Regions from separate parts of the Mus musculus genome. Here region 2 is linked to region 1. A link is a contact called in public HiChIP or PLAC-seq data. All regions are on one chromosome and are shown on one strand. The core of a region is the stretch at or near the end of the contact, and the rest is flanking DNA. Distances in the headings are between cores, read along the strand shown.

Evidence for each region. HiChIP or PLAC-seq counts read pairs in DNA pulled down with a chosen protein or histone mark.
Region 2: a contact with region 1 is called in a FOXA1 HiChIP or PLAC-seq map of pancreatic cancer cells. The contact joins the enhancer-like site here to the promoter of Rnf168 in region 1. A contact is called at or near these places in 6 of 39 promoter capture datasets (the 3T3-L1 cell line, fetal liver, hippocampal neurons and 3 more) and 1 of 115 datasets of contacts at active chromatin or transcription factors (pancreatic cancer cells).

Annotation. Positions count from the first base shown.
Region 1 is chr16:32,275,773-32,279,645 of GRCm38.p6, forward strand. It overlaps Rnf168 (ring finger protein 168), which reads left to right and starts at 1,689. Exons shown (of 6, transcript NM_027355.2): 1 at 1,689-2,643. The coding sequence starts at 2,337.
Region 2 is chr16:32,711,935-32,715,807 of GRCm38.p6, forward strand. No RefSeq gene overlaps it. Among named protein-coding and RNA genes, the nearest start is that of Gm34766, 15 kb to the left of the region's middle. Within about 2 kb of position 2,202, at least 9 of the 459 cell types and tissues checked have an H3K27ac peak or open chromatin away from gene starts, as enhancers often do. A contact at or near this core is called in pancreatic cancer cells, where this site is marked.

The DNA of each region.
Region 1 (3,873 bases), core at 439-2,938:
GACTGCTTGCTCAATTTGAACATTTTGAATTTTGAATGCCTTTTGAAGGGCAATTAATCAATTGAAAGCATGAAATAATAGGGGTGGAGAGATGACTCAGTGGCTGAGAGCATGTATAGTTCTTCCAGAGGACCAGAGTTCCACTCCCAGCACCTATGTCAGTGTCTCAGCCACAGCTCCAGGACAGTCTTGCTACTTTCTGCCAAGCTTGTGGGCCTTAAGTCGTTAGAAAGGAAGCTGAAGACCTCAGTGGACTGTGACACAGAAAGAAGTATAAATGCCAAGTTGTCACAGATCTGAGGAACAGAAACCATAACCAAGGCAACTCTTTCTTTTTTTTCTCTCTCTTTTTTTGGTTTGGTTTTTCTGAGACAGGGTTTCTCTGTATAGCCCTGGCTGTCCTGGATCTCACTTTGTAGACCAGGCTGGGATTGAACTCAGAAATCCACCTGCCTCTGCCTCCCGAGTGCTGGGATTAAAGGCGTGTGCCACCACGCCTGGCCACAAGGCAACTCTTATGACAATATTTAATCAGGGCTGGCTTACAAATTGAGAGGTTCAATCCATTATCAAGGTGCCAGAGCATGGCAACATCCAGGCAGGCATGGTGCAGGAGGAGCTGAGAGTTCTACATTTTCATCTGAAGGCTGCTAGCAGAATACTGCTTCCAGGCAGCTAGGATGAGGGTCTTAAAGCCCACACCCATAGTGACTCACCTACTCCAACTGGGCCACACCTTCTAATAGTCCCATTCCCTGGGCCAAGGATATGCAAACCATCACAGACTCCAACTCCAGGTCCTCCTGTTTCTGCCTCTGCCTTTGCTACCTAAATGCCTCAATTACAAGACACACGTGTCCATGCCTAGTTCAGAGGTCCTTCCTTCCTTCCTTCCTTCCTTTTTGAAACAGAGTCTCTTACTAAACTCACTGTATAGACCAGGCTGATCTCTACCTCACAGAGACCCTCCTGCCTCTGCCTGCAATGTTTTGGGAACCAGCTGACCAATTGAGGAAGGGTCTCATATAGCCCAGGTTGACCTGGAACCAGTTATGTAGCCAAGGCTAGTTTATAATAATCCTTTTGTGACTACTTCCCAAATGCTGGGATTGATTATAGAAATGGGTCTCTTGTTGAGTTCTTCAGACTCCACATACCAAACCCAATAGGCATTTACTCATGCTAAAGTCTGGGGTAGAGGGCCCAAGCCAAGCACCCCCAAAACAAGAGGGAAAGCAATAACAGCCAAATCTCTACATTGCTGTTTTAGCCAGTACCATAAGGATATCACCCCCACCTTATTTAACCTTTACAAGGATTCTTTGAAACCACAGGTGTAACTCTTTGTTGCTGCTCTCCTTGAGCGTCACTTGTCTATAAGGCCAATATCTGCTGCTCATTCTATAAAATGCTAGTGTTGCAAATAAATGCTAAGAAAAATCTTTAAGGTAAATTTGTTGTAATTTCTTCTTTTAGCACTAAGAACTTTAGAAAGCTTTGTTAGGAGAAGGGTAGCCTAAAGAATACTGAAAGAATAATTACAAAAATTCCTGTTCGGATCTTGGTTTAGAGAGTTACTTGAGTAAGCAAGATTCTGCAGCCTACAGTAGCCGAGCGACCAAAAGCGGGAGGAGTTGCTACTAGCAGGCTAGGCGGGAACGCAGACGCAGCTCCCGGAAGTCCCGCCCGACTGAGCGGTTCCTTGGGGGAAGACGTGCCGTTTTGGCGGGGAATTGTGACGTCCGTGGAGCCCGGGTACCTGCTCCGGCCGCGGCCAGTAGACCGATTGGCAGGACAGCGGGTGCGAGCGGCTGGGTCTCGGGACCCGGGGGGTACCGCGAGGTGTTCCAGAAGCTGGAGCGTGGGCACTGGAGGGCTGCCTCCACCGCAACGGCGAGACGGAAGTCCCGCGGCGGCCCGAGCCCGGATTCCGGGCGGTACCGGGTGCTCTGGGAGCGGCGGTGCCCGGGCTTCCGGCTCTGGCAAGCCCGGCCGCCTCGCGCGTAGAGGCGGGTCCTCACCGCGTAAGAAGGGGAGCTGGATGAGCGCTTGTGTGGCGCGGGGAGACAGAACCACTCTCCGCCCCGAGGCCGCCGACTCCCGGAGGAACGTTCTTTCATTCCCTTGCTGGACTCAGGGCATAACTGTTGACCTGACATCACAGCTCCTGCTTGTCTCGGGCCCGTGGGAACTCAGGCCTTCTGGATCTCAGTCCGCTGCTGTGTGTGAGAGTAAACACCAAACGGCTCGCTGCTTTTCTCCGTTCTGGGCGTGATTAGGCGAAAGACGACTTTAGTCCCTTTCTGATTTTAACGTTGGGTAGGTCTCATTAGCATATGAAGATGGCTGCACCTAAAACCTCCATCCCTTCCTTAGCCGAATGTCAGTGCGGGATCTGTATGGAAATCCTCCTAGAGCCTGTAACCCTACCTTGCAACCACACGCTCTGTAACCCATGCTTCCAGTCCACTGTTGAAAAGGCCAATCTATGCTGTCCCTTCTGTCGTCGCCGGGTCTCTTCGTGGACTCGGTACCATACCCGAAGAAATTCTCTGGTCAATACAGACCTGTGGGAGATTATTCAAAAACACTATGCAAAGGAATGCAAGCTTAGAATCTCTGGACAAGAATCAAAGGAAATCAGTAAGTAAAATTAAGCATGTTTATTGGGTAAAACGGCCCAAAATCCCTTTGAAAGGGAACCATTTTTGTTTTTGCTTTTCGAGAAAGGGTTCCTCTGTGTTGCCCTGGCTGTCCTGGAACTCACAATGTAGATCAGGCTGGCCTCGAACCCAGAGATCCACCTACCTCTGCTTCCTGAGTTCTGGGATTAAAGGTATGAGCCACCATCGCAGGGCTCGAACCATCATTTTCTAATTTAAAGAAAAAGAAAAAGAAGGCTAAATAGTCTGAATCGTGAGGATTTGTGGTTTTATAAGCCCTGCCCACACATCAGTTAAAGTCAAGGACAGAGTTACATCACGTGTAGTAATGGTCAAGTTGTGTTCATCTGCTGTGAATTAGGGTTTTTTTTTTTTTTTTAACATTTTTTTAGACATGTTTTGAGACACAGTTTTATTACTGTGTAGCATGGGATAGCCTTAGCCTCACAAATACTGGAGTTGCAGGTGTGCTATTACACACCTGTCCTTTATAATGTAGTAGTATTAGTGAGGGTTGCCCTTTATAAGGGCAGAATGGTAAGTATTTTTGTGGACTATATAGTCTACTGAAGACACTTGGTGAGCTCTGCCACTGTAGAACAAAAGCCACCGTAGTCAATACATTAATTTACATTACCCTTTGTAAATGAAGATAGTGCCTGTGTTTCCATAAAACTTTATGAAAAACAAAAAGTGGGGGGGCAGATTTGTCCTGTCAATGAATCATGGCTAAATAGCCCCTGTCTTAGAATATCACTATTACTGTTCTTAAGAACAATTCTTTATCTGTGGAGGTAGCAGAATTAAATAATTGCAGATACTTCGGAAGGGAAAACTTGAGATTTCTTATTTTTTAAAATATGTATTTAGAGTGTGTGAATGTAAGTGCCTCATGTGCATGTGGTGCAGAAGAGGCAGGAGAACTAGAACTGAGTGACAAAGTTATAGGTTGTCATGTGAGTACTTGGAACCAACCAAACCCAGGTACTCTGGAAGAACAGTAAGCATTCTTTTTTTTTTTTGAGACAGGGTTTCTCTGTGTAGCTCACTCTGTAGAGACCAGGCTGGCCTCGAACTCAGAAATCCTTCTGCCTCTGCCTCCCAAGTGCTTGAGTTAAAGGCGAAAATTTAATTTTTTGTAACCCAATTGAAAGATTTTTTTTGAATATATAGTTCTGTTTTCAGGTGGCTCAAATATGAAAAGGAAGGC
Region 2 (3,873 bases), core at 952-3,451, 440 kb after region 1:
TTTTACTTATCAACTCCCCCCCCCCATGACAATAATGTCTTAAAACTATGGACTGTCTCTTCTCATGGAGATCTGAAGCAATGGAGCAGGCCTTTCTCGAAAGAGCTGCATCTAATCTCCCTCAGGAGGCCTCACTGTGCTCTGAGCCATGGATGGACTCCACCAAGCTAAGCCGCCCCCGCCAAGGATGCTCCTCCCCAAGGGACCCAGCCAGAGCTCTCCTCCCCCCTTTCCCCTTGGGCCCTGGGCTAGAGCCAGACTGCGGGTCCCCACTCCTTTCTCAGCTCTTCTGTGGCATCCAGCGGCATCTGTGGTGCCCAAGAGTCTGAGAACCTGCCATCCCTGGCCCCCCCCCCCCCCCCGAGGCAAATCCAGCAATCCCCCAGGACCTTAGATTGTGCTTCCGCAGCTCTGGAACAGGGTTCCTCGGCTTCTCACAGTCCAACGCCCATCCTGTGACGCCATGGGGAACGAGCAGTCAAGACTTCCCTTGTCCTGCCTTGCCGAGCGGCCCAAGCCCCAAGCGGTCCTGGGCCATCTTTTAACCCACATCTATGCACCCACTGATAGACATCTGGGCTGTTTCCGTTTTCTAATTGTTATGAATGAAACATCAGTGAATATGAATATGCAGGTTATAGAATTCTTTGAAGACATACCTAGGAATGATATAACTTTGTTTAATTTTTATTTTTTTGAGACAGTGTCTCACTGTATCCCTGGCTCTCCTGGAGCTCACAGAGATTTGCCGACCTCTGCCTCCTAGATGGTGAGATTAAAGTTGGGTCCCACCATATCCAGCAATATTCTGTCACTGACAAAATCACTTAGACTTACACAAAAAACTCAATGTTTTAGTAGACATGGGTACCACGGAATGGCTACATTGTGATGCATATTACTTCATGTTTTATAATTCTTTGTAGAGAGAATATTTAAATGTATTGTCTTAACAATTTTCAAACTTATAGCATGCTGCTACTAAGCTGCTTTAAGCATGTTGTGGTCATTGTGATATATATATATATATATATATATATATATATATATACACACACACACAACTCTCTTGAACTTAGTTCTCCAATTTCACTGAAATTTCGTGTCCTTTGGTCAACGCCTCCTTAACCTGGTCAAGTTGAGCCTTTAGCGCCTACCATTTGACTGTGGGCTTGTACACATTTGATGATTTTAGAGCCTGCATAAGAGTGAGTTTGTTTTTCTGTGGGCAACTTTTTATCACTTAACACGGCATTCTCCAGGTTCATCCACGGTGCAGCAGATGACAGGACGTCATGTTTGTCCAGCTGATTAGTATGTTCTTTTCATATGCACCTCATCTTCTGTACCCACGCCCTGTATGTTTATCCAACTGTCCACTGTTAAGGGACACAAGGTCGCTGCCATCTCTTGGCTGTGGCGTACGCTGAGTGTAGATGTCTCTTCAACATACCAGTCTGACATCCTTTGGATAAACACCCACCTGAAATGAGATTGCTGAATCCGGTGGTTGTTGCGATTTTAGTTTCTTGAGGAATCTCTGCATCGTTCTTCAGGATGGCTAATTCTCATCCCTCCTGAGCACGCTCGAGGGTTCCATTTTCTCTCCATTCTCACCACCGCTTACCTTTCTTTTCGTTGATAATAGCTGTTCTGATGTGTATGAGACCTTCATTCTCTGTGGCTTTAATGTTTATTCTCCGGCTATTATTGGTGTTGAGCCAATTTCTAAATGCCCTTTGGCTATTCCTAATCATACCTCTGAGAACGCCTGCCCAGATCCTCTGTCTATTTTTAAATCAGGGTATTTGTTTTCATGATTAAGTCATTTGGCGTCTGTAGAGGTGTTTGCAAAGAAGCCTTATTGGGTATGGAGCCCACAGCTCTTTTCCCTCCGTGCACAGGGATGCCTTGCCTGTGCTATTTGCTTTGCTGTGCAGGGGTTTTTAGGTGACTGTACAATCTCTCTTGTTCTCTTTCGCTTTCATTCACTTTGTTCTTGGGATCATGGCCACCCCCCCCAAAAAAAAAACCAAAAAACAAAAAACAAAACAAAACAAAAACATGGCCCAGATCGATGTCAGAAATCTCGTCATGTTTTCGTCTAGTAGTTTTGTGGCTTCAGGTCTAGGATTTCAGCCTTTAATCCACCCTGAGATGAGGTACATGGTGTGAGAAGAGAGGGCGCCTTCATTCTCCTGCCTAAGACAATCCAGAGCTCTCAGCACATTTGTGGAAGAGACTCTCCTTTGCACCCTGTTCTCAGCATCTCTGTGGAAAATCAGTTTATTTCTCAGCTCCTTACTCTGTTCCACTGATCTGTGCCTATTTTGGATCTGGGGTGTACTATTTTCATTACTGAGCTTTTAGAGTTCGAGAAAGGTAATGTACTGAAATGCTAATTATAGTAGAGAATACATAGTTCTTGTGGGGTGTGCGTGTACGTGTGTGCGTGTGCGTGTGTGTGTGTGTGTGTGTCCACTTTCAATGATGGCCAATGCTGGGGTTGGATGGCAAAGGATTTGCTGCACAAGCCCGAGAACCTGAGTTTGGATCCCCTGAATCTAAGAACAGACATAAATCCCAGTGCTCTTATAGTAAAACAGGGGTTAGAGACAGGGGGATTACCAGGAGCTTGAGGGCCAGCTAGCCTGGTGTATATGTCAGAAAAACAACAGAGAGACTGTCATAAATAAGGAGGACGGTGAGGGTGCACCCACACAGTGTGCATGTGTGTGTATGTGTGTGCGCATACAGGCATGTGCACGCACACACAGAATATAAACTTTTAGAAGAAAGAAAAAAAATTAAAACTATGAAAAAGTAAGATAATGAGGATAAGAAGGAGGTTGGCCTGGAGTTTGTGACCGTTCCCTCAGCTGGATAGTTATGTTTTATTCTGTCACCAAGCAGGAGGTGGCTTAAGCTATTGCCCTTCAGGAGACTTTGGCTGCCTTCAGGTGCGGACCACTATGGAGACAGAGACTTGTGTGGCCTCAAGGTACCCTCTGGAGGACCATGAGGAGCTGGAGGCAGGCAGTGCCCTGAGGCGCAGAGGCTGCTGGCTCCTCAGTCTCAGGCTCTCGGGGATGGAGGAAGCTGGTGCTCGCCAGCCCTTATAGACAGCGTAGCTAGTTATGAAAGGCACCCTCACCCTTTCGGTTAGAATCTCCCCAGGCTAGAGGGCCTGGGCCTTTCCTTGGGTAGATGTGCAGAGCTGGCGGTTCATTGGTGGGGGAAGAATGGATGGGTATGGTGGCCCCGGGGTGGGAATTCATGTTTTAACAGATTGGGTAGCTAGAACGGTATCTGGAGAAGAGGCAGTAGTAGAAAGCGGGGTGTGGGGGTGTGGGGGGATGGGGGCTCAGAACTGGGTGTCAGAAGTTAGTCATGGAGTTGCAGAGGGGAGTAGAGGGTCAGTGGATTGGGGGAGGGGTGAACTGAAGTGCTGCGTCCGGGAGGAAGGCGGGGACTAGCTGGATATATGATAAGGACCGTATAAGAAAAAAAGGTCTTTTAACAGTTTGCATCATCAAAACCGAGAAGGAACGGACTTCTCTTGGTCCCCTTTGCTGAAGAGGCTCTGGCTGCCAGCATTGCACAGAACCTGGCGGGGGCGCTGTAGAGCAGCGCTTCTCAATTCCGTGTGAGATCCACTCCGTCGTTCCTCAGGAGCTTGTACACCTTTTGGGGAGACAAGGTCTCTTACTGGGATCTGGGCTGATTATAGTGTGCTGGCCTGCTGTTGAACCGCAAATTTCTTCCTGTCCCCACCTCTCCAGTGCTGGGCTGGGATTATAAGGGTGTACCTCCATGCCTACATTTTTGCGTGTGTGCTTGGGACAAAGGAAGGTCCTCATGTTTGTTCAGTAA